5 separate regions of the Mus musculus genome follow, and regions 1, 2, 4 and 5 are each linked to region 3. The links are chromatin contacts, called in public Hi-C, promoter capture Hi-C and targeted proximity ligation maps. All regions are on one chromosome and are shown on one strand. The core of a region is the stretch at or near the end of the contact, and the rest is flanking DNA. Distances in the headings are between cores, read along the strand shown.

Region 1 (4,692 bases), core at 968-3,467, 200 kb after region 3:
ACTGAGAACTTGCCAGCCTTTTCTTTCCTCTCCACCCCCTGCCACCCTTTCTTTTTCCCTTTCTAGCACCTTCTCCTTAAATCGGTTACAGACAGTGCTCTGGAACGCACTGGCTTGGACCTGCAGAAGGCATGCAAGGCAGTTGGCTTGCTCAGCACTGTGCAGGCTTTCCAAGGAACCGTCAGGACAGATTCGGCTCCACAGGAACAGTTTAGGTGGCAAGTCAAGTTCTCTTACAAGAATTCCAGAAAGGCTTAAGTCAACTGGTTACTCCCAAGAACTTGGGAGCCAATGGACTTCTGATAGGCTAGTCCCACCTGCAGATGCCTGTCAGTTTGAACTGGGCAGAGCCAGCCCGATGGGTAGCCCACTGAGAAACAGGATTCAGAGCCCAGAAGGCAGGTGGGGGAAACTTAGGCCACGGAGGGGTGAATGACTAGCTCAAAGACAGCAGCAGGATGGAGGAGTTGGCTTCCGCTCTCCCAAGCCCTGCCTGTTCATGAACTTCTCTCGGGCTGTGTGCTCCATAGTAGAAAGTTCCACGACAGCATATCCAAACAGAGAGAGGGTGGGCCATTAGCTACAATCCTACTTCAAACAACGCATTTTGGGGACGGTGAGAGGATACAGTAAATATTTGTGTCTCTTAAGATCCTGAATTTACTTTCTGAAATAAAAACACCCATCATGTTCCCCAGACTCCCCCCCCCCCAATTTAATAAAATAAACTCCATATCAAAATATTGCTCATTAGAAAAGCTGTCAATCTCAACCTATAAAATTCATCTCGTCTTTACAAAAGGAGTCATCATGGGAGAGGTGCAGGAATATGTTGACTTAAGTAACTATCCTATTAAAAATGATAATTTGCCCAATAGGTCCTGAGACTTTTATTACATATATCCAAAATGAATAGATAATTAGCAATAATGAGCCCCTGACTGATAACCTAGGATTTGGGGTGCTTTACAGATTTGCTATTAAACAAGCCTCCAAATGCTATACAAATGTATAGCTTTTTCCATTTGCCAAAAGTCGGGACGGACAGAGTGAGGCGTCTACAAATGGGAACTCCACAAAGCAGACCACCAGGTTGCATGTGTGTCTGCGGATGCCAAGGTTGTGCAGAGAGTCCAAGCAATGTCCTAGCAGTGTGTGCACCTGTCTACATGTGCAGAGTAATTCCAGATGTGGGCTTGATTTTGCTTGCATGTCTTCCAGGCAAGCCCCCAACATGCATCGGAAATGAGGAAAATTCTCTCTGTTCTTGCCTGCCTCCCTCCCTTCTCTCCTTTCCCCCACTCTCCCTCCCTCCCTCCCTCCCTCTCTGTCTTCTCCCGGGAAAAGACTTGGCTTGTAAATGACCACCCGCTACTCTCATGATTAACTCCAGCATTGCCTTTGGGGTTACCAACAGCACAGGGTACAAAGATGTCTCATCTGTTGCCAGGACAAATCACCAGTGTGCCAAGTCTCCAACTGCTTATATCTCAGATAAGGGTCACTGTGGGTCCATCAGCATTGAGAAATTCCATGAATATGCACTAAGCGCCCACCTTGCGGAAAGGGTGGCCACTGCAGCCTGGGGGCTTGGCTGTGCTGTCTGGGACTGAAGAGGCCAAGGGTTACAGGCAGGTCACCAGATGCCTTAGGGATGATTACCAGAGCAGAAGAGCTGGGGCCACCAGGATTCTGGCTATGGCTGCTGCGTAGATATAGGACAGAGGAAGGGACATGGGCTGAGATGGAAGGGATATAATGATGACCTGCTTCTTTGGCTCTCAGGAACAAAGTCTGTAGGGCAGACTGTTTCCAGCTGTACCACCTGTAGGAGGAAGCAAATGCATTCTCTGCTCTCGAATGCTGCTTCAGATACCTGCTACTCCTTCAGAGGAAAGGTGCTGGGGGCAGGCAGACAGAACTCTCTTAGATTCTCAGGAACAAGACTGCTTCCCACACCCGAGGATGCAATCACACTGTCTAAGCTTGCCAGCGAGAGAGGCCCAGACCAGAGGTGCCTTTCCTGGCTTCCCAGGGGGCTGATGACCTCTCAAGTTCTCTGATTCTGCTGCGTAATTAAACCAGTCCCATTAGCTGGGCAGCATGTTTTACTATTTAAACCATGTGATAAAAAAAATCCATGGACTTTAGGCTGGGGAGATGGCTCAACTGGCAGAGTGCGGGTACAAGCACCTGGGTTCGGATCTCCAGACCATGTAAGAGGCCAAGGGTGGAGGAACACGCTACGGCCCAGTAATGGGTGGGGCAGAGCACTGGCTAGCCAGCTTAGTCAAATTGATGATCTATTAATAATTCCTTGTCTTGGGCGGGTGAGATGGCTCAGCAGTTAAGAGCGCCGACTGCTCTTCCAAAGGTCCTGAGTTCAAATCCCAGCAACCACATGGTGGCTCACAACCATCCATAACAAAAATCTGATGCCCTCTTCTGGAGTGTCTGAAGACAGCTACAGTGTACACATATATAATAAATAAATAAATAAATAAATAAATCTTTAAAAAAAATTCCTTGTCTCAAATAATAAAGGAAGTAATTAAGAAAAGACTCCTAATACTGACTTTAGGTCTCCAAAGCATGGGCACCTATACACACTCAGACTAACAAGTGCATGCCACACACACACACACACACACACACACACACTTATTTATAGCCTATGTTGACCTAGAATTCATTATGTAGCTCAGGATGTCCCAAATAATAATTAATAACACATTTCTTTTTTCTTTCCTAGTCTCTTTCCTATCCATCGTTTTAAATAATTATCTTTTTCTTTTGGTTCTTTATTTCTTTCCTTTTTATTTTCAAGTCAGGGTTCTTTGTGTTGCCCTGGCTGTCCTGGAACTCACTCTGTAGGCCTCAAACTCTGCCTGCTGCCTACACCACTACCACCAGGCTAAACATCTGTCTTCAGCAGAGAACTTGGCCTGAAACTCTGATATTAAAAACCAAACAAGAAAAGGAATCACAAGGTTCTAGCGCAGGTTCCACTGGCAAACATTTAAGGCTGGACACAGTCTGCTCTTCTGAGACAGATCTTACAACTGTGATTGGTCCCTCGAGTCTTGCCAACAGATGAGAAGACAGTCCTGGGTCACTGTCAGTCCTGGACACTATAGGTAGAGAGGAGAAGCAAAAGAAAATGGTCTAAAGTGTCACAAGGGCAAAAAGTGATTTACGGGGCATCCTTTAATGCCATAAAGAGGAAGCTTCACTGTACCATTTATACAGAGCGGTACTATGAAACCATCTAACCTGGAGACACTTCATACTAGCAATAGGACCCTGAGTAATTCAGAGGCTAGGGAGAGTCCACATTCCCCATCTTATAAAGCCACGGCTGGCTGGACTAGATGAACTTGAAGGCGGTCAGCTGACTGGTCACCACAGAAACCAGTGCAAAGTCGGTCACACACACACTGCCTGCTGGGTAGTCCCAGGATTGGCTGGTGGAAGAAGGCTTGCTGCCCACGTGGAACCCATCTGCCAGGCAACGTTTCAGAGCCAAAATCCAAACAGACAACCAACCCTTCCTGACCAGAGTGCTGAGCTCAAGGTTCGTTTTTTTTTTTTTAAAATTGGGTATTTATTTCATTTACATTTCCAATGCTATCCCAAAAGTCCCCCACATGCTCCCCCACCCACCCACTCCCACTTCTTGGAGCTCAAGGTTCTTAAGGGATCCTTTGAAGAAGAACTAAACAGATTTGAATGGAAAAAGACGTGTTTCATTTTGCCATTACGATAGGCCTAACATTTAATGTGGTACCTAGCATATAGCAATCCTGTGCTTGCTTCCTATAGGAACACCACACGCAGAAACAAGCCAAGCACCCAGAATCCCAACGGCCTCGGACTGACCCCAGAATGGCTGGTGGTGCAGAATGTGTGAAACCCCGTGAGTCCTGAGAGTGAAGCCCTGGCCCTTTGGGCGCCGCCTAACAGTGATGCGTATCGAGTCAGCCATTCCTCTGCACTGTGAGGCTCAGCTTGGACCCTTTCTTAGCTATCGTTTTAAATGTTGTCTCACTTTTCTCAATTGTTCCATGGAGATTCCCCAAGCCTCTTTCAGGAGGAGAGAAACAGCAATGACCTCACACGGGTGGAGTGAACAAGCTTCAGCAATAGTGCTGTGGAAGGGCGGCACGCTGACGGCTGGGGTGAACTGGGGCCGTTAGCAGTCGTACTGGGATGCTTCGCAGTTAAGTTGGGGCCTCACTGAATGTTAACCTTTATGCTACACTGAGTGTTCAGTGCAAACCGAAACTGTAATGGTATGCTCCTAAGTGTACGTGAAATAGGTAATACATTACAACAACAACAACAACAACAAAATGTTTGGTGGCTTTTCACTTTCCTACGATGGCTCCTTCACCTTTCACTGAGAGGGGAACTTGGTGCTGCCTTAAAGCTGTAAGATGCCCCCTGGACTAAGTTCCTGGATGCTTTTGCTTAGGCCTTGGCTTTCCTGCTAATAATCATTGTGGTCCTGACTCCCAATTCAAGCAAGGACTGAGTCTTAACTCTAGAAGAGCAGGCGCTACCAGAGGTGGGCGAAAGCTTTTGGTATTTCAGCACACAAAGACCAAAACAGAGCCGATGCAGTTGGTGTCTGCTGGAGCAGCACAGCCAGGGCTCTGATGGGCAGAGCCCCCTTGCTATGGAACAAGGAAT
Region 2 (4,903 bases), core at 888-3,387, 180 kb after region 3:
TTCTTGGCTACCCGGCCCCAGTCCGGCCCCTGGTAAGTGAGATGTGCCCTTCAGTTAGTGTGAACTCCTCCCTCCCAGCAAGAAAGACACAATGCGAGAGGAAACAGAGAGAGTGGGAAGGAGAAATTCATAGCACGGAGGAGTAAATTAATTTAGGCCAAAAGGACTGGTTCGGCGCAGCTTTTGACAAATGGTGCAGTCCAGTTCTTTGCAAAGCTCCATTTCTCTTACCTGCATTAAGAGGAAGATAAATCACAGCCCGAGGGGGGGCTCTCTCGGAGGTCTTGGGACATCAGTTCATTACCAAATATTACATCTATTTGCCCCAAGCCCTGAGCCTCTTATACTCATTTAATAACCAATGCCAAAATGGAAGTCGCATCTTTGGGTTACATAACAAGTATACATTGCTGGGTCCTAAGTTGTACGTGCAGGACCCCAGGACGAGCCCTGAGAGGGGGGGCAGTAACATTTAGATGTGTGGGTATAGTCATTTATAATTATCAAGCAACTACCATCTCCCAAGGACTCCTAAGAGCTTAGCATTAATACAAGCTTCAGTGGCAGTGCGAGAGGTACACCCAGGTTCAAGGCTAAGGCCCAGCATGGTCGAACGCTTGCTTCTCGGAGGAAAGCCCTATGCACCCTATGGAGTCTTAGGCCCAACACCTGTGAATTGTTTGCTTGAAGCTAGTTTGGGCTTTCAGATGCATTTTCTTCCACCTACATCATGTTTTAAGTATTTTGGATATATCTCTGAGAAACCAAGAGTTTCTTGATTTCTTTTCCTCAAAAGAGTAAGAAAGGACTAGCTAGCATCCCAGAGCTCATGAGATCTCAGAACCACTGGCTGGGATTCAGTGGCAAATGGACCATTTAGTCTGGCATCCTCACTGCTAAATCCACCGTCCTCTCTCTTACTTAATCTCTGTCTCCTTTATTCCAGGCACTGGTCTGCAAGCCTGGCCTCGTGCCTCTTTCTTTGTAAGTTACAGGTGTGAGGCTGAGATTAAGACTTTGAGTTCATGCTTGAATTTGGTGCTCTGATAGACACTGGGCCTGTGCTCTGGGCTACATCCCACTGTGTGTTGTTACCAAGGCGATGTAGGGATACAGGTACCATAAGTATCGCAGTAAAACTGCCACAACCACCTGATAAATGGGTAAGCCAATGGATGCACAAATGCCCTGACTTTAGATGCTGGAAGGCAAGGTGAACAAGGGATCTTAAAAAGAAGTAAAGGATGGAGCAAGAGAAACCTGGAAGAATTTAAGAGAGAGATGCAGGTCTCTTAGCTTAGGACCTGGTCCTTGGTTTACCCAGTTTTGTTTGTGACTTTTAAAATGTATTTTTATTATAAAATAGAATGCAGAATTGCACATGACACTTCAACATAGACTGTCTGCAACGATTCATGTGTGGGTTTTCTTTTTTTTTTTAATTCTATTTCCTTTCCCTAAGCCACCAGATTTTTTTTTTTAAAGTCGGCATTCACTAGAGTAAGAAACCAAACTCCTTCTGTTTGGTGTGGAATGGTGAATATATTAGGGGACAGTTGGAAAACCTGCGGCCCAAGCTCCAACCTGACAGGCAGGAAAGGCAGTTTTCCTTCTGGATTCTGAGAAGGACAGGGAGGGTAGGAGGAACCTGCCAGGGTGGCTGTCACCAGAGAGACACTGATGTAGTCATGAGCTGAGGCTGGAAGCGAAACGGTTGCTCTGGCTACAGCAGAATGGTGCCTACCAGAAACCAGATGGCAGAATTGTCACAGACCTGTTTTGGGCCAGTGCTTGTTCAAACTGCTAATCCCCAGTCCCCATGCTGAAGAAGCAAGGGTGCTTTGGGACATTGCTAGGTTTATATGGGGTCATGAGGGTGGCGCCATCTTCATGGGATGACAGCCCCGAGGAGAGAAAGGGAGAACAGACTCTGTCCCCACCACTTAGGGACACATGGGTGGGAGCCATCTGCAAGCCAAGAAGGGGGCCCTCTGCAGAAACGGAATCTGCCGGCACCTTGATCTTGGACCTAATCCAGTCAGTTGCCAGGAGGGTGAGAGGCAAATGTCTGTAGTGTTCTGCTTGGCAGCACCAACTAAGACAAGCTGCTGCAGAAAGAGGAACCAGAGGTTAAGGAGTCTAAGCCCCTAGCTGACAGGTGAGTGCACGTGGCTCAAGTTCAGATGTGACTTGCACAAGGTCTGACCTAGACTGTATATTTCAAGAGTCTCTTTCTCCCTGCCCCTCTCTGAGTATGTCCCCTTCCCTCCCCCAAGCCTCTCTCTCTTTCTCTCTTGGCCTTATGAACTGATTCTCCCACCTCTACCTCCCAGGTGCCAAAATTCCTGGCAGGCGCCATCGGGTCTTTCTTCAGCCTTTATTCTACATGGAGTCTCTCACAGGGGCCAGAAGCCTGGAGGCAAAGTGTTGATCAGGATAGAGTCTTTCGCCAACCTTCCTATTCATGAAAGGGTCTAAATTTAAGCTCATGACATAGTCTGCGGAGAGCTATATGTAGCAGTTTGGAGATGGGACTATACTGCCTATGCAGTGCCCTGAATAACAGATTTGAAATATTAACACGTGATGAGCTAGCACACAGCACCAAGCTATTACATAGCATTTTAAACATAAAACTATCAATATATTGGGTTCTGGAGATATAGTTGAGTTGATAAAATGCCTGTTTTAGTTTGATTCCCAGCATTGTATAAATTGAACATGGGGGTGCTTGCCTGTAATCCCAGGACTCAGGAAGTAGAAGCAGGGAGATCAGGAGTTCAAGGTCACACACACACACACACACACACACACACACACACACACACACACACACATTAAGTTAGAGGCCAACCTGGGCTACACGAGAGACTGTTTCAAAAAACAAAATTTGATAGTTCTATCACACTGATGGCCCTGGTTAAGCTAAATGACACACACACACACACACACACACACACACACACACACACACAGTCATGAATCTGGGAAAGGGACAGGCAAGGAGGATGGAGGGTTGGTAGGGATGGTGGGATAAGGGAAGATACATGGGGTGGAGAGTGAGCAATCAGAATACATTGTGTACTTGCATGAAATTGCCACATAAGATAATTAATGACTAAAAATGAAAACATTTGACTTACTGACTTAAATATTTTATAGATTCAGTTTTTATGTTCCAGTGTTTAAATATTTAATCACGTCCTAACATGCCGGCAGATGGGAAATATGGAAGTCATTGGGGGTCTCTCTTCCATAATGCCCAAGGAGCAACGAGGAGGGAGAGCATCTCTGTCTCAGCAAGAGGAGCAGCACAATAACCTGCAGGTTATTAAATGTCTGCGATGTGCTGACGGGTAGACCGAAGATGGCCAGCCCTGCTCGGGAGCAAATTGGTGCCTACCTGGACTGGATGCTAAGTTATGCAATAATGGCAGTAAGGTGCAGCAGGTGTTGGGTCACAGAGGATCTGTGTATTTGCTTAAAGATGTACATCACCACAGACTACAGCATGATGGGATGCAGGCCTTCCATCCCTCCGATACGCTAGTCCCGGCCCCTAGAATCCATGATTAAGTTCTCTTTTGGATTAAGAGAGTGGGATGGAAGGTAACACAACAGTAAAGAACTCAACCGTATCATGATGTAAAAACATGGAAGAGCTGACGAAGAGGGCAGAGATGTCTCACCTCCCACAGCCATTGACACCTGCACCCCAACAAGTCCCATTTCCAAAACCAAAGGGATTAGGAAGCCCCCTTGTCTTAGGCTCACAGGAGGAATCCCCTTGTCACATTACAGAGCTTGCAGGACTCTGCTCACTTCACTTAGAAAGGCTAGTGTGCAGAGTTGAAGAAGGAAGGTGGTGTCTTTATAATTACTCCATATAATTGCTCCATTGCTCCATCTCAGGCTGGGATGGAGACTCCGGGACTGACAAATGCAAGGTCAGATGTCTCAAGCAAGAGTCACCTCTCCATGTACACATTAGAAAATGAGGTGTACGGATGTCTCGGATCAATCTCAGGGTTGATAAAGCACTGTGCATACACTCGGTGACGGCCCTGGATTTCTTTACGTTCTGTGAGGTTTGAGAAGCTAGAAGAGAAACTGTCCGATCAGATCAGGTGAGCCCGAGTTAGCTTTCCGAGTGTCTGGCAGTGAAGTCTAAGGCCAGGGATTAGACTAGCACAATAGACTGTAAAGATTGCGTACTTATTTTCTAAATGTGTCTGAGATATGATGATCAAGGTCTACTTTTATGAAAATCTTTACCCATCCATATCTTCCTTCAGTCTCATGTAAGGAATGCATATTATATCCAAAGACCAGGAAATAAAGTCTGGGACCCCAGCTGGTTCATGAACCCTGGATTCATGAAAAGTACGTTTTAGAAAGTTGTTAAAGTTCTCCCTGAGGTATACGCGGGGAGTGGGGTTGGGGAGGAAGCTGCAGAGGGCAAGCCACCTGTCCAAGCCATGTTCTTTCCTGGGCAGAGGAGACTGTCTGGGTTTCTGCACAGCTCAGTTTGCTCAAGGCACATTATGCATTCAGGTCCTGCAGCAGAAGCCTTCCAGCCTCCCTCCTGAGGGCTCTGCTCAGGCACAGCAGAATGAACACCCCCCCCCCTTCCCTGTGCTGAGCAGCCTCAAAGCCGCAGGGCTCTGTCTTGCAGGAAGGCCACTCCAGAAGCTTGGGGCCTGGGCTCTCCTGGAGGGTGGTGAGGACACCAGCGTGTATCACACATCCCTTTAGGGAGGAGCTGTTGTGGAGTTTGATGGGCAGAGGCTGTGCCACAGGCGCTGCTGTCTTCCCTAGGCCTCTGTTTCTCAGGAGCGAGAGAGATGTGAGCATTGCTCTCCCTGCCCTTTGCATTATCTCATTACCAGGCATTTGTTCAGCT
Region 3 (4,873 bases), core at 2,203-4,702:
GCAACGGGATAGGAGAGTCTTTCTGTGACATAAAACGCTCCACAAAGCGTGAGTTATAGCTCCACCTCTGAGACCTCCACAGTGCCCTGGCAAGTGCGTGTTCTAAGGACTACATGTTCATCGCTGTGTCCCTGAACCTGACCTATAATTCACAGCGCTCACTCCATGCCAGTGAAGTGCTTTACATCATTCTTCGAAAACCCATGAATCAGACTTCTACTCCAATGGTAAGAAGTGGAGTTAATTCCTCAATATTATCCTATAGATACATAGAGTATGCACTAAAGCTATGTGGAAAATTCAACCATTTTAACCTTGAGCTTTAAATTACTCATACACAAACAAACATATAATTAACATAAATATGCAAAAGAAATGGTGTATACATGGGGAAAGATGGATAAATATAAATGCTGCTTGCTGTGCGTGGAGAAGAGCAACACGGGGTAGTTTCTGCCCACTCTGCTTTTCTAGACTTGATATATATTTGTTCGTCATCATGCACTACTTTCACGGGCAAACTTTGTACAGAATGCACAGTGATACTTGTCTAAGTTTACTATTTTTGGAGAATTCCTGTGCCATACATCTGCTGAAAAACTATTTAGAAAACTTACTGGGCCAGTGGGATGGCTCAGCAGGCAAAGATGCTTGCTCCAAGCCTGGTGACCGGAGTTTAATCCCGTAGGCCCCAGTGATGGGAGGAGAGACATGATACCCACAAGTTGTCCTTGTTCTCTGACTTCCACAAATATACCATGCCGTGCACATGGCAAATGTGAGAAAAAACACTTGCAGCCCCAAACGGTTTCTTGATTCTACAGAATTGTGCAGTGATGCGCACCTATAATCCCAGGACTCAGGAAGTGGAAGCAGGAAAACTGAGTTTAAATCCAGCTTCGGCTGCACAGTGAGATCCTATCTCAAAAACAAAAGATGGGGAAACGAAATCATGCATCGTCATTCTGATCTTGAAGACCAGCACAATCCCACCCTGTTTAAAATGACTTTATGTGTGTGCATTCACGCTCACACATGCATGACATGTGGAGGTCATAGGACAACCTACGGGAGTTGGCGCTCTCCTACCATAAGGTACCTAAGGACTAAGCTCAAGAGATCAGGCTTGGCTGCAAGCTCCCTTACCTTCTGAGCCCTCTGGCTAGCCTCCTTCCTTTATTTCAAGAATAGTATTTAATCATGAAAATTTTATCTTTTGCGTATGAATCTTTTAAAAATGATTTATCTTTTGACTGAGCAGTCTGTGCACTGTGCCAGGCCTGGTGCCTGCAGATGCTAGGAAAGGGTCTTAGATTCCCCCTGAGACTTGAATTATAGGAGGTTGGGAGGTACCAAGTGGATACTGGAAATGAAGCTTGGATCTTCTGTAAGACCAGCCAATGCATTTAAGCTCTGAGCCATTTCCCTAGTTCCTTATATGTTGAGTTCTGATATTCCAAATTAAGATCTCATTTTCAAAACTTACAGAAAGATGCTACATGCTACATTGATAAGTGGGTTAAACATTTTCCTCTTGGGCTCACTGGTAAAGCACTTGCCTAAGATATACAAAGCCCTAGGTTGAATCTTCAGCAGTGGAAAAAATTATTTTTCTTCCTGTTTGTCTAAACATAGAGCTTTTTAAACAGATTGATCAGGGATATAGAAAAAAAATCTTACGCTGTTCATCTTTATGGAGTTTCATGGTGTTGAAAGACAAAAATTAATCTTTGCATCGTGGCCCACATCTGGAACCCCAGTGACGGGGCGTTGGAAACATAGACAGTTCCCTGGAGCTAAAGAGATGAGCACTAAGTTCAGTCAGAGTCTATGTCTCAAAAACTAAGGTGAAGAGCACTTAAGGAAGATGCCGATGCTAATCTCTGGGCTTTACAAGCATACCTGCATATACACACATCAACACATACATACATACATACATACATACACATACACATGCACACACACATACACATGCACATGCACACACACACACACACATACATACACACATCAACACACACATGCATACACACACACATATATACATACATACACACATCAACACACACACACACACGTTTTTTATTCTCCTGATATAACTGTCATCCTGGAGGCTTACTGCCTTTTGTTTCTTAACCTAGGCCTAGTCCCCAAAGCTTCTAGCCTCCGGACAACCTAATCTAAACCTAGAATGTTCTCAACCTCTGAGACTTACTGCTGAGTAAGCTCACCCTTTTTAGTTCTTTCTGAGCTCTGCTGGCTGGTTCAACTTAGCTGTCCTGGCTCAAAACTGCTTTCCGAGCTGAAAGGAAAACGCCGAAGAATCTCCACTATTGACAAGATTGTTTATTCAATAGGTCAACGGGTGAATAGCACTGATAAAGGGTGGACAGCCACCAGAAACCACAGTGGCTGGCTGGCTAGTCAAATAAGTGGCTGATCCACTTATAACTGCTTTCAGCTTACAAAAACACTTAGTCTGATTTCTAGGGAAGCAACTAAAAGATAAATAGAAAAGTCTCTTGAGAAACAAACCTCGAGGTATGAACCCAAGTGATACTATGCAGTCCACGCAAACGTAGGTAATCAGAAACACCAAGATCGCTTAGGCAGGCACCATGGGAACCAAAACAAATGGGGGAGGGGGCAAAGACTCCCACTGACGTCACACAAGAGGCTGCGTGTTAAACCCGCTACTCCAAACAGAATAAAAGGAAGCACAGGCGGGTAAAAGTCCCCGCACCAATGACAGGCCCTGCAACACTCACTGCAGAACTTAAGTTTGTTCCAGCGTTGTTCCATAGTGAAAAGCGTGCTTGGCCCACACTAGGCTCTCAACATTACAGGTGTGCAATGTAATGAATGACTTAAGGATGGAGAGCATCGGCTTTTGGAAAGGTAGATGTGCATTGCTTTCTTTGCTCCCATCACCTCCTGGAGTTTTTTTTCCCCCCAACTGGAATAGACATTAATAAATCAAAGCAGGTGGAGTCCTGGCACTCAGCTGAACTGCAAATTCTTTTGCACAAGTCGTAGAGCCTTCTCCTGCCTGCCTCTCACCGTGACCAGGGACCAGATTCTGGGACAACTGCAATCTACGGTTTCCGGAGCTACTTGCTCCTCCTGAGGTCCCAACCCAGGGATGCAGCGCACGGCCAGAGTCAGAATCCCCGGGCCAGCATTCCTCCTCCACGCTTCCCACTTCAGTCTCCCGCAGACCCGCCCCCTCGTCGGTCTCCACAGCCCGCGGCCTCACCCGTCGTGAGTGGCTGGCGATGGCTTGCGGTGCCATATCTTGCCGCTCTCCTTGTTGCCCAGGTCAGTGCTCTGCATGTCGAACCCCGACCCCTACCCCGACTCCGATCCGCGGCTGACCCGGTGAGGGTAACCGTCCCGAGAGCTACCCAGCAGTCCCCGCGCGCCCAACCCGGGAAATTCGAGCGGCCGCCGCGGGGTCTCCGCCCCCAAGGACTGTGCCAATCACGCGGGGGACGCCCCTTCTAGTTACAACCAATCAGGACGGGGATCCGCCCACCTCCGCTCTTGTGGTCCCTCCACTCTGGACAATGGAAACAACCAACGGCTTCTCTCTAGACTCCACCCCTTTTCTGAGGCTTCTAATTCTGCGACCCAAAGGCTTCAGGGAGTTGTAGTTTTCTGAAAACCAAGTCTGGGACTTCAATTCTCTGACACCTATAGGCTCAAACAGACACCAAAAGTGTTTTTCTCCTGAGAGCTTGCTGCCTCCTGCATTTCGTTCTCTATTGCGTTTAGAATAAGAGATTTATAGAAATAACAAAGATGCAAAAGACAAGTTCGTTGAGAAATGGAGGAGTTCCTTTCCTAGAACTTACAGGCACGGCAGAACTCCACAGACCTAAATGAATTCCGCTTTGTTTGGTTTGTTTTTGTTTATTTTTTGCCATACTCATCACGCTTTAATTGCGTAAATTTACAAGATGCTCCCACATTATGGTTTGCAACCCACTCCTCATAATCTAGAAAAGTAAAAAAACGTCAAGAACCAGCTGCACTGGCATCGGAAATCTTTTTCACTTAGCAAAATTCACTCAGTGTTTCTTTAGTGCTTACTACGTGTGGCTGTCCCGCGTGCTTAACAGGCCAACGCACTTAATTCACAGAGAAGCAATTTAGATAATACTTTTAACTCCACTTCAGTGATGTATGAAGTTGCAAGTCGATTTCTAATGAAATCGGTCCACGTTTGGCGTATAAAACAGAAATAATGCCAGGTAGTAGTGGCACACGTCTTCAATCCCAGTACTTGGGAGGCAGAAGCAGGCAGATCTTATGAGGTCAGGCTAGCCTGGTCTACAGAACTAGTTCCAGGATTGCCAGAGTTACACAAAGAAACCCTGTTTCGAAAAACCAAAAACCAAATGAAAAGACCAGAAATGTATTCTCTCAACATTCCGTGTCAACAGAGTCTGGCAACAAAGATTTTCTTCTTTGTCTGGGATAGCCACCTTTTGTTTGTTGCAAATATCTCTTTACTTTTCTCATATATGAAAATAAATGAAAAATCTTAAAGTAAAAATTAAATGAGGTTTTCAAAAGAGAGTGTAAATATTTTTAAGGGAACACGACTTGAGTTCACCACACTGCTAGGAAAGGACCTTTCTCTCCTGATCGGTTTTGAGCTGTAGTCATCTGATGTGTGTATGACTCCTGAGACTTAAGGTGTGTATCCAGACATAGTCAGGCTCTGCCAAAGACTTATCCGATGTGTATGTATGTCTTTCCTTCTTGTTGTTAATGAGGCATGTAATGGTACTTGGTTTATTTATTTATTTATTTGTAATGACACTTGTAACATAGCCTCTGCCCTTTGTCAGCTTCAGTAAGCTTC
Region 4 (4,996 bases), core at 293-2,792, 150 kb after region 3:
GTTGTGACTGGCTTTGGGAGGGTGGATATTAGTGATAACTAAGGCTTCTATATGTCCTGTTATTTTCTCTTTGTAGACTCTACTGTCGCTCCCATGAGGTCATGCCATGGTAAGCCTCTACAGGGTGAATGACTTATCCAGCTTTGGCGTTTGTCATCCTAGTTGAGGTTACCTCATGTCAAGCAGCACACAGTCCATGTTCCCCCTAAACTGACATCAAATATGTTAGCCATCTCATGGAATGAGAGGCCATTGATTTCACCCTTCAGACCTGGGAGCTGACTAAATATGTCCTACTGTCCTCCATAGGCTTATGGGGTTGTTTGATACAAAGCACTACCATGGTAATAAATAACCAAAATAGCCAGAGAAGGGGTTTTAAAAATTGGGGCATGCTATTCCTTAATGACTTTGCCTGTATTTTGGTGCACAATTTGAACTTCCCTTTCTCTGCTTGTTTCTTTGCTCTGGGATACAACAGGCAGGGGCTGTTATTTAACACACACACACACACACACACACACACACACACACACACACACACACATGCACTCGCGCACCTATGCTCGCCATACAGATACTCAGTGAAATCCTAGTAGGAGGAACAGAAAACTGTAAGTCTTATACCTTCCCTTCTGTTTTCCCTTTCTTCTCCCAATCTATTTATTTTAATAAAAGTCTTATATACAGTCTAAATAAACAGGTTATATTTGTTTAAGACAAGCTTTCTGCTGGTGCCAAGAATCTACTTCTTCAACTGTGGAGCCAGACCACGCTCCCTCCCTCGGATACAGCTCATGTCTGCTGCTGCAGGCTCCTTCCTCCGCACCAGAGGCTCTTCCCTGCTTCAGTCCCATGCTGTCAGTGGACATTCCTGGCTTCTGTGGTAGCCGTGGCCGTTTACCTAGGGGATTTTCAAGACTTCATCTAGAGATCCTGGAACTCCATGGCACCTCGATGTCCTCCCTTGCAAAGTGAGGATGGTGAGGATTATATAGTCTCACAGACTTATCTGTGAAATTTCAATGAGATCGTACAGCTCCAAATCAGCCTCAGAGATGCAGAAGAGTAAGCATTTGGTACATGCTAGCTCCTATAATGATAAACGTGGTACTATGGACAAAGAAGTCCTACCTAGCATCTATGTCATACTTGGCATGTCTCACTGTTTTAAATACTTTTCCCTAGGTCTTCTCATGTATTTATTGTGTTTTGAACCCCATGGCAGCTATCTGTGAAGATAGTGCTATATTCCCAATTTATGGATGAGAAAACTGAGAGACCACCGTATTGTTCTCTCCGCTTTAGTTATCCATCCATTTTTCTCATTGCAGATCTAGAGGGTAATGACTTTTGCCTTCAAAAGCTTACTACAGTGCCTGGTGTACAGACTAACTCAATGATGGAGGAGGCCAGAGCGTAGTGATGGTCTTTTCCGTCTTGACACACCCCTTTGAGGCAGGGGTCTGGATCGCCTAATCTCTGCACCTTCTGCTACTGAATCAGCTGCCTTGGACAGATGGCGCTTTGACGAGGAGGCACAGGCTGATTCTCGGCCTGGCATGCACACTCTGGGCTCTCTCTTCACATGCTGTCTTACAATTCAGCCTGACTCAAGGCCCAGGAAGCAGACAAGGCTCTCAGCATCCCCAGATGAGCTGGGGGGTGGGGGGTGGGGGTGGGTTCGGCAGCTCGGTGTAGAAAGCAGTATTTAATAATGCTATCACGCTACCCTGTCCTCATGAAACCGTTGTGACATCCTGCATTTAAAAATGTGACAAGCTTCAATTGCTATGCATGACCCATGTCTGGCATCACAGTGACTCCTGGCCCCAGAGCACCTGCATTTTCTGGTGACAAACAGCTTACAGGGATCAGGGGACGGATGGCTTTGTGCAAAGTTGTCCTCATGGACCCTTCTAAGCCCTCTGTGGTGCGGTTGTTCTGCCCGCCTGTCAGAGTATAATTTTCATTAAATATTAAAGAGCTGTTTGTTAAAATAATGTCGTCATGGCAACAGAGTTGGGTGGGGGTGCCAGAACAGCCTAGCGCTGCCCAAATTGCAGCATATTAATCAAGTGCTTTGCACTACGAAGTGAGCCTTCCTTTGAGCTATCTGGTGACAATGACTCTGGAGGATCCAGGAACTTTTGCAAGCTGCTGGTGCCAAAGATGAAGGCTGTCATGAGGTCCTGGAGCTGAGTTGTGCTTGTTGGATGGGTGGATGGATGGATGGCTGGATGGACAAATGAAGGAATTCTGGAAAACAAATTCTAGCTGTTTGTGTTAGAGCTGTTTCTGACAGATCTTCTGCTTTTCATTTGCCCTTTTATCGTGGGGAGGAGTTTTGCCAGAAAGTTGGGGGAAAAGAGCCAGGACAGCAAATCAGGGGGTGGGGGCACTGTTTCTTTTGCTCACAGGGAGAACAAGTGGCAGCAACAGAGAGGCAAAGTAAAGAAGCTTAGAAGCAGGCTGCCTGGGTCAAATCCTAGCTAGCTCCCTGTACTGTGAGGAGTGACTCACTCTCCCAAACCTGTCCTTCCACCTTTGTCAGCCGACCACAGCTGTGTTGGCTTTGTGTCTGAGGACAGGTGAGAGATGACAAATAATAGCCTCAAATCCCAACCACCCAATTTTCCACTGGCCTGTTATTGCTACGGGCACCGCAGCTCTGGCTACAGAGGTTGTCAATGATACCACTGAAGGACTATTTCAAGGTGCACTCACATTTGAAAGAGCCCAGTGGGTCCTGTCCGCTGCCCAAGTGTTTTCTGAAGTCTGTATGTTCTCCATGGAAGGGGCCAGATGGTGGTCGTACACCACTGTCTGGTGTACGAGGGGATCCATCAAATTGTCATGACCTAGAAGGCTGGGTTCCAGGATTGTGCAGGGCTTTTAAGAGGCGTGGCTTAATGAAGGTGATTAGGTCATTGGGAGTGCCACCCCTGGAGGAGATTAAAGTAGTTCTCTCAGGGCCTTTATTAGTGCTAGGGAGACTAAGGCAACATAATGAAAACAAGCCTGAATCTCTTGTCTCTGGCTTTCTGTCTTGTCATATGTCTCTTCCACACATGCTTCTAACATCCACCAAACAAGCCTCTTATCTTTATATATTATCCAGACTCAGATTTTTTTTTTTTTGTTATAGCAACTGAAAATGGAGCAATACACAGTTTCCATAGAAGAGTCAAGTTTGGGGTTTTTGTTTTGCAGTTATAAACACAGGCAAACATTTTTAGCTCACATTCCACATATACAGCAGAGACATGGCTGGTCCCTGCTGTACCGCCTTAGGAAGAAATACAGAAAAAATGGAGACAAAGCGAAAGGAGACATAATGCTTCCCTTCCTTTACCTGAAAAAGTGGGTTGAAGGGAGAGAGAGAAAGGAGAGAGAGAGGGGGGGGGGGAGAGATCCCCTCAAAGATTTAGAATATCCCCATACCTCAAGGATGAGGCTTCTGAGTGCCCCCTCTGCAGAGTCTTTTTCTCTTCATGCCCCTGCCCCATTAATGCCTTTACTGGCTGACTTCTGTCTGTTGTGTCTTTTCTCTGCTGCTATCTGATGCACCCAAGATCTTTTTCCTTGCCTCTTAATTCTTTAACTGGCAGAGAAAATGAACCCAATCAAGACTCTTAGATGGCAAGAGGGAGGAGGCAGGAACTGGACATTGAGCCACACCATGTTCCCTGGGGCCAGCAGCTGGTAACTGACTTCGGAGCAGGGTCAGAAACAGGAAAGAGACAGCAGGAAAGATGCACACCCAGTAGACCATACACAGCATCTCCAGATTGGAGAACGACCTCAGAGCGAGTAACTTCATCCTGGTTCCACCATGTAGCTACAGCAGAGCCTCTGACTACAGCCCCAGCTTTACCTCTGACCCCCATGACACTCTGGATGAAGGGGTGATCATGATGAAGTCCTTGCTGTGTCCTGGCACAGTTTTATACTAATCATGGAATCCTTATGACCCTGTCCCCATTTCTCAGATGAGGAGACTGAAGCACAGAGAGGCCAGCAACTTGCCCAAGGCCACAAAGCCAGTGGAGAGCCAGGACTTGAACGTGGTGGTGTACTCTAGGACCCCTGTCCTTCTGCACAAATATTCTCTCCTTGCATTCCCCTTCCCCACTTTATCTCACCACCATCGGCTCAGCACCTATTATGTGCCAGGGCCTGTGCGTGCAAGGACACAGTTATCCTCACAGCTCAGCTTTAAGGATGTCATGGTTCATGTCGCAGAGTCACCATCCAGCCCACTTCCTCTGCGTTCCCTTTCTTTCCTCTCCCCTTCTGTCCTCAAACAGTGGCATCACTACCCTGAGGACACAGAGACCAGTCACTTGTGCTAAGTCTGATCTTGGACTCACTCCTGCCTAATGCCCTCATTTAGGTCTGGAGTCCAGCTCTTCTCCTGTCTGGCAGGTAGGGGTTTGGTCATCCGAATGTGTGGGATAAGTCTTGTCCCTGCCAAGGATTCCAAACTTCTGGGTAAAGTCCATTTCATATTCTCTGGCATCCACCTACTTGGGTCTTACCCATGTATTCCCTTATTCCTCCTGTGAATTGGGCAGAAGGGTGACACCCCATCCCCACCCCCTTTTTTATACAGGCTCCCTAGGCCTTTTCTTCCACTCTGAGCAGTCAGCCTATTAGACCAAATCTTCTGATGGTGTGACTAGCAGAACGTTCTTTGGGTAGCCCTGCTGTGGGAGGGGCCACTGCTAAGCCACTCCCCAGAAAAACCTCCCATCATACTCTTTGCATACTCTTCATCTATCATGTACACCAGGTATTTAGGATTACAGATGTGCGTGTGAGCTGTCCGGCATCAGCTGGTGGCACTGGGGCACAGGAAAGACGCAAGGTTTCCTTACTCAGTAGACTCTGCAGTGGCCACCGGTCTTCTCCTCAGCCTCCATCCTCTTCCTATACATCCCACCCCTCAAAGGTTCTAGATTATCACAGAAGAGGGGAAAACACTGCTTTATCA
Region 5 (4,560 bases), core at 1,140-3,639, 240 kb after region 3:
GTAATTGATAACTATCAATTGAACTGAATTGGTCCTGGCTCCCTTAGGATTCTCAGGGTGGTCTTTGTGGCGTCATGTGTAGGCACCGGGGTTAGAGTGGGACATTTATACAGAATCAACTATTCCTGTTTTTGGGAGCCCGTGGAGTGTACTTCATCTCTCCACTGTCTGTTTTCTATGTGAAAGACAGGGGCAGCAGAGCCTGATAACTTACTTCCTTGCAGAACCGTTGAGAGGATTAAGTTATAGGTCTATAAGGTATATAATAAATATTATTATTACTCTTGGCATCGTGTCTAATTTCTGTTTCTCATGCAGATAACTGTGCCCATACTACTTGGTTAGATTTTTGTTTTGTTCTGCTTTTATTTCTCTGCGTAGCCCTGGCTCTCCTGGAGCTTGGCTATTTCTCCAGACGGGCTTCGAACTTACAGAAATCTGCCTGCCTCTGCTTCCCAAGTGCTGGAGTTAAAGGTGTGTGCCACCACTGGCCAGGCTGTTTTGTTTTTAACCCACAATTGACCAGTAGAGAGAGCGACTTTGGAGAACTCAGTTATATAGGTTAACTTTATTAAAGCCCTTCCTCAGTGTTCAGGGATCTTGGCAGAGGAAGAGACAGAAAGAGTGTAAGAACCAGAGGTGATAGATTACTCCAAGGAAACAGTGTCTTCCAGACACAACAGGACTGGGGCACATGTGAACTCAGCGACTGTGGCATTGTGCAAAGGGTCTGCACTGGTCCCAGCCAGCCAGGGTCCTGGCACTAAGAAGGGAAGGTCGACATGGTCTCCTATCCCTAACCAAGAAGCTATCTGCAATTGATACCGACCAGCAAAGGAAAACTCAGTCTTCTCCAATGGAGTCTCACTAACTACAGGGCCCCATGTCCTACAGTGGCTGGCTAACACAAGATGAACTCAATAGTATTTTGTATACTTTCTGACTCCTTTTGCTTTGTTTGTGTATTTTTTTTTTGTCTCATGATCTTTTTCTTGTTTATTTTGATTTCCATTTTTTTGTTTGATTGTTTTTGTGTGTGTCTGTTTTATTTTTGTTGTTTGTTTTGCAGAGAGAAAGAGAGGAAAAGAATACAAAGTTGAGTGGGTAGAGAGAGAGGTGGGAGAGAATCTGGGAGGAATTTGGGGAGGGAAGTCATGGTCAAAAATCTATTGCATGATACTACATTTTCCCAATAAAACGTATATTTACTTTTTGTTTTTGTTTCCGAGTCTCAGTGTGTCTCTCACATTGTCCTCCATCTCCTGCTCCTCCCGTTTTAGCCTCCTGAGTGCTGGAATCAGAGGCATGAGCCATCATGCCTGCCTTGGCCGGCTTTTAAGTGGAAAAGATGAGCTGCTGCAATATTACTTAGCAGGAGCTGGAGAGGGCCTGGGCTCTCAGGGCTCTCAGGGCTCTCAGGGCTGGGGATTCCCCAGAGCCCACATAAATGTGCTCAGTGTGTACTGCGAGACCCCATGGTTTGTGGGTTTTGATGTTGGTGGGACACTCATGGTACATGCAGATTGACAAGTGTGGTAGACTACACATGACTGTAAGAAAGCAACAAACAGACCACTAAATGATGTCTTATGCACAAACCTTTCTGTGCCTAGGGGTCACACATACACAGGAAAGCTGAGGCCAAATGCAAAAGCTCTCTACCCAGATGTGGAATGAGATCACTAATTGTGTTGTCCTGGGCTAGTTACTTAACCTCTCTGCTCCTCTGTGTCCTCTCTTAAGCAGAGACAACCGTGGTTAGTCACTACTGCACTATGTTGGCCATAAGGGGCTATGTGAATCAATTCACATAAGAGTCCAAACCAGCCCCGAATGCCCAGTTGCAGCCTGGTACCTACTGCTGTAATTACTTTCACATCACTGTGACCCAAACTACTGGGGGGAGGGAAGAATGTCTTTGATTCCTGTTTTCAGAGAGTCATCACGGAGGGGAAAGTGTAGTGAATTCATGTCAGTGAGAGCATTTGGCAAAGGCTGCTCATATAATAGTGGGTCAGGTGAAATTCGTGTCAGTGAGAGCATTTGGCAAAGGCTGCTCATATAATAGTGGGGCAGGAAAAAGAGGGCAAGGTCAGAGGAATCGCCCTCAGTGACCTGCTCTAAGTGACCCCTTTCTGTCAGCTAGCATAGCCACCTCCTGAAAGCTCCACACTCCCCCATAAGAAAGGAGACAATGGGAATTGAAAGCATGATGGGGTTGGAGATACAGATCCAAACCACAACATCCGGCAGGTTTGGATAACCCAGGTTGATCTAAGTTTTTCACAGATGTGCTGCATGCCATGTTCTGGCTTCCTTCTCTGTTCCCCCTGCTCTCTCGTCCCAGCACTTGTCTGGGCCTGCTGTGACAGTGCCAGGGATGATGACGGCTGACTTCTATTAATATTTGTAGCACAGGGTTTGCATGGAGGATGCCAGCATTACAGATCTGCCATGTCATCAGCTGGACGGTCAGTGGAGTCTGAAGTCATCCTCCTGTTGTTACCAAAAAGGGTCCCAGGATGCTAGAACGTTAGAGCTGACATCACAACCACTTAAATATAACAGAGAAAACCACTTAAATATAACAGAGAATAGTCATCACAGCATTCGTTACCCTTTGGTGTGTTCAAAACCTTCCTACAAAGTTTCTTTCCCAGCCCCGTTCCCCTCTTTTTTATTTACAAAAGGAGTCATAAGTCATGAACTACATTTTTTTTTTCATTTGAACTAAAAAAAAACCCAAACAAAACAAAACAAAACAAAACAAAAAAACCCAAAAGACAAAAAAAACATTTAGGGCCAGTGAGATGGTTCAGCAAGGAGGGGGTTTGCTGTGGAGGTTTGATCCCTGGAACTGGTGTGGAAGAAGAAAATTGCCTCCTGGGAGTTGTCCTCTGACTGCCACACATGTGCTGTGACGCACTCACACTCAGTGATCGGATCTAGAGCAATGCATAATTCAGAAACAGAGTCACCTCCATGGACTTCACCAACCGCAGCTCAGAAACATTCAAGAGAAACATTGTGTTTGTGCTGAGAATGTTGGCAACAATGTTTCTCTTGTCACTGTCAATCCGTTCTATGAGGACCACCACACACTGTGAGGCACCATAGGTGACGTAAGAGGATTTAAGCTATGCAAGAAGATTTGGGCAGCAGGTGGAAGTACTATGCTATTTTCTTTTAAATTTTTTTATTTATATCTCTGGGCATGTGTGCATCGTGTATTTACTGTACGTGTTTGTGTTCACGTGTGTGCACAGGTATGTAGAGGCCAGAGGTTGATGTCAGGATGTCTTTTTCAATTGCTTTCTACCTTTAAATATTCAGTATTTTCATACATGTGTACAGTATGTGTATAGTGTATTCTGGTTATAGTTAATCCCCTCTCCCTCCCCCAGCTTCTCTCAACCTCAACCCTCTCAACTTTGAGTCCATTTTAAAAAAACCTGCTGAGTCCCATTTCTGCTGTCTATATACTCCTGAGGATGGAGTCAACTAGTAGGATGTGGTTGAACTACCTGGGGCCATACCCTTAAAGACAACTTACACTTACCCCAGAAGCCTTCAACTGTCAAGAGCTCCTCAGCTAGGGGTGGGACTTCGGATCCCCTCCCTCGCCATCCTGGACTATGGACTGGACTGATCTTGTGCAGGTCTTCTGCAGGCACCTATGATGCATCTGTCAAGGCCCAAAGACACTGTTTCTCCCCAGTCCTTCCCGACCCCTGGCTCCCCTCATGCAATGATCCCTGAGCTCGGGTGAGAGGGTCTCCACCTCATTTCTTAAAAATTATTATTTATTTATTTTTTGGACACAGGAGCTCTCACTAAGTCTGTCGCTCACTAATTTGTCTATGCTGGCTAGTCAGTGAGCTCTCAGGGGTCACCTGTCTCCCTCACCACACCCCATCCCGCCCTCACCCCCAGCTCGGGGATAATGGAAATGTGCTGCACCGAGCTTTTAGGTGAGTCCTGGAAATCCAAAATCGGGGACTCATCTTGCACAGCAAGCACTTTACCAATTGAGCCAGCCCTCCAGTCCCCTGTGTCATTTTCTATAAGGGCACGGATATTGGAAGAAAGGTGGAGTGGGCCCTGAGACTAATTTCCTATTGATACCCAGGGCCTGCTGTATACAACCTTTGTCACTATGCCGCTCAGGTGGAGTCATCCTTTGAGAGACCCCGAGCTGCGGGCTCTTCCTAGGGTGCACAGGGATGTCAAAGAAGCCTTTCCAGAAGCTCAGTTTATGTCTTTGTAGGGAGACAAAGAGCTGGAGGCTGCCATTGAGGAGATGGGAGAGCCAGAATCAGAACCAAGGCTGTCTGAGCTTGTCTCCTGTCTGTCTCTGCCTTGGGAAATGGAGGGCTCCTTGCTTCCCATCACTTATGAAAGGCATTCCAGGGTCCTTACCATGGGCCCTGGCGGCTTGGGAAGCTCTCACCCCCACTTAGCTCACACTCTCCCTCCTACCACTGTTCCTTAGCTATGTCAGGCCCCTTTGGTTCCTGGGTTTGCCTCTGACTCCATACTTACACAGCGTTAAGTCTAGAA

Evidence for each region. Promoter capture Hi-C pulls out the DNA fragments that hold promoters and counts their contacts. Hi-C and Micro-C count contacts between places; a contact is called where the count stands out from the background.
Region 1: a promoter capture Hi-C map of liver shows a contact between it and region 3. A contact is called at or near these places in 5 of 39 promoter capture datasets (the C10 cell line, the HPC-7 cell line, cranial neural crest and 2 more), 16 of 130 datasets of targeted methods (the NIH/3T3 cell line, the SCID.adh cell line, bone marrow-derived macrophages and 13 more) and 3 of 9 other capture datasets (adipose tissue, liver and pancreatic islet).
Region 2: a contact with region 3 is called in a targeted proximity ligation map of forebrain, with 3 times the contacts expected there. A contact is called at or near these places in 2 of 39 promoter capture datasets (liver and pre-B cells), 1 of 484 Hi-C or Micro-C datasets (cerebral cortex), 7 of 130 datasets of targeted methods (the SCID.adh cell line, bone marrow-derived macrophages, embryonic basal ganglia and 4 more) and 2 of 9 other capture datasets (adipose tissue and liver).
Region 4: a contact with region 3 is called in a Hi-C map of cortical neurons, with 2.1 times the contacts expected there. A contact is called at or near these places in 1 of 39 promoter capture datasets (the HPC-7 cell line), 1 of 484 Hi-C or Micro-C datasets (cortical neurons), 3 of 130 datasets of targeted methods (double positive thymocytes, effector CD8 T cells and large pre-B cells) and 3 of 9 other capture datasets (adipose tissue, liver and pancreatic islet).
Region 5: a contact with region 3 is called in a targeted proximity ligation map of T-cell acute lymphoblastic leukemia, with 2.2 times the contacts expected there. A contact is called at or near these places in 6 of 39 promoter capture datasets (the C10 cell line, cranial neural crest, liver and 3 more), 1 of 484 Hi-C or Micro-C datasets (CD8 T cells), 13 of 130 datasets of targeted methods (the SCID.adh cell line, T-cell acute lymphoblastic leukemia, acute myeloid leukemia and 9 more) and 4 of 9 other capture datasets (adipose tissue, embryonic stem cells, liver and 1 more).

Annotation. Positions count from the first base shown.
Region 1 is chr15:57,707,771-57,712,462 of GRCm38.p6, reverse strand. The region is part of intron 1 of Zhx2 (zinc fingers and homeoboxes 2); the gene reads right to left. Among named protein-coding and RNA genes, the nearest start is that of Zhx2, 15 kb to the right of the region's middle.
Region 2 is chr15:57,728,490-57,733,392 of GRCm38.p6, reverse strand. The region is part of intron 1 of Zhx2 (zinc fingers and homeoboxes 2); the gene reads right to left. Among named protein-coding and RNA genes, the nearest start is that of Zhx2, 36 kb to the right of the region's middle.
Region 3 is chr15:57,910,778-57,915,650 of GRCm38.p6, reverse strand. Tbc1d31 (TBC1 domain family, member 31) reads right to left here and starts at 3,452. Exons shown (of 21, transcript NM_001081396.2): 1 at 3,260-3,452. The coding sequence starts at 3,336.
Region 4 is chr15:57,763,272-57,768,267 of GRCm38.p6, reverse strand. All of the region lies in intron 2 of Zhx2 (zinc fingers and homeoboxes 2), which reads right to left. Among named protein-coding and RNA genes, the nearest start is that of Zhx2, 71 kb to the right of the region's middle.
Region 5 is chr15:57,667,395-57,671,954 of GRCm38.p6, reverse strand. No RefSeq gene overlaps it. Among named protein-coding and RNA genes, the nearest start is that of Gm35682, 9.6 kb to the right of the region's middle.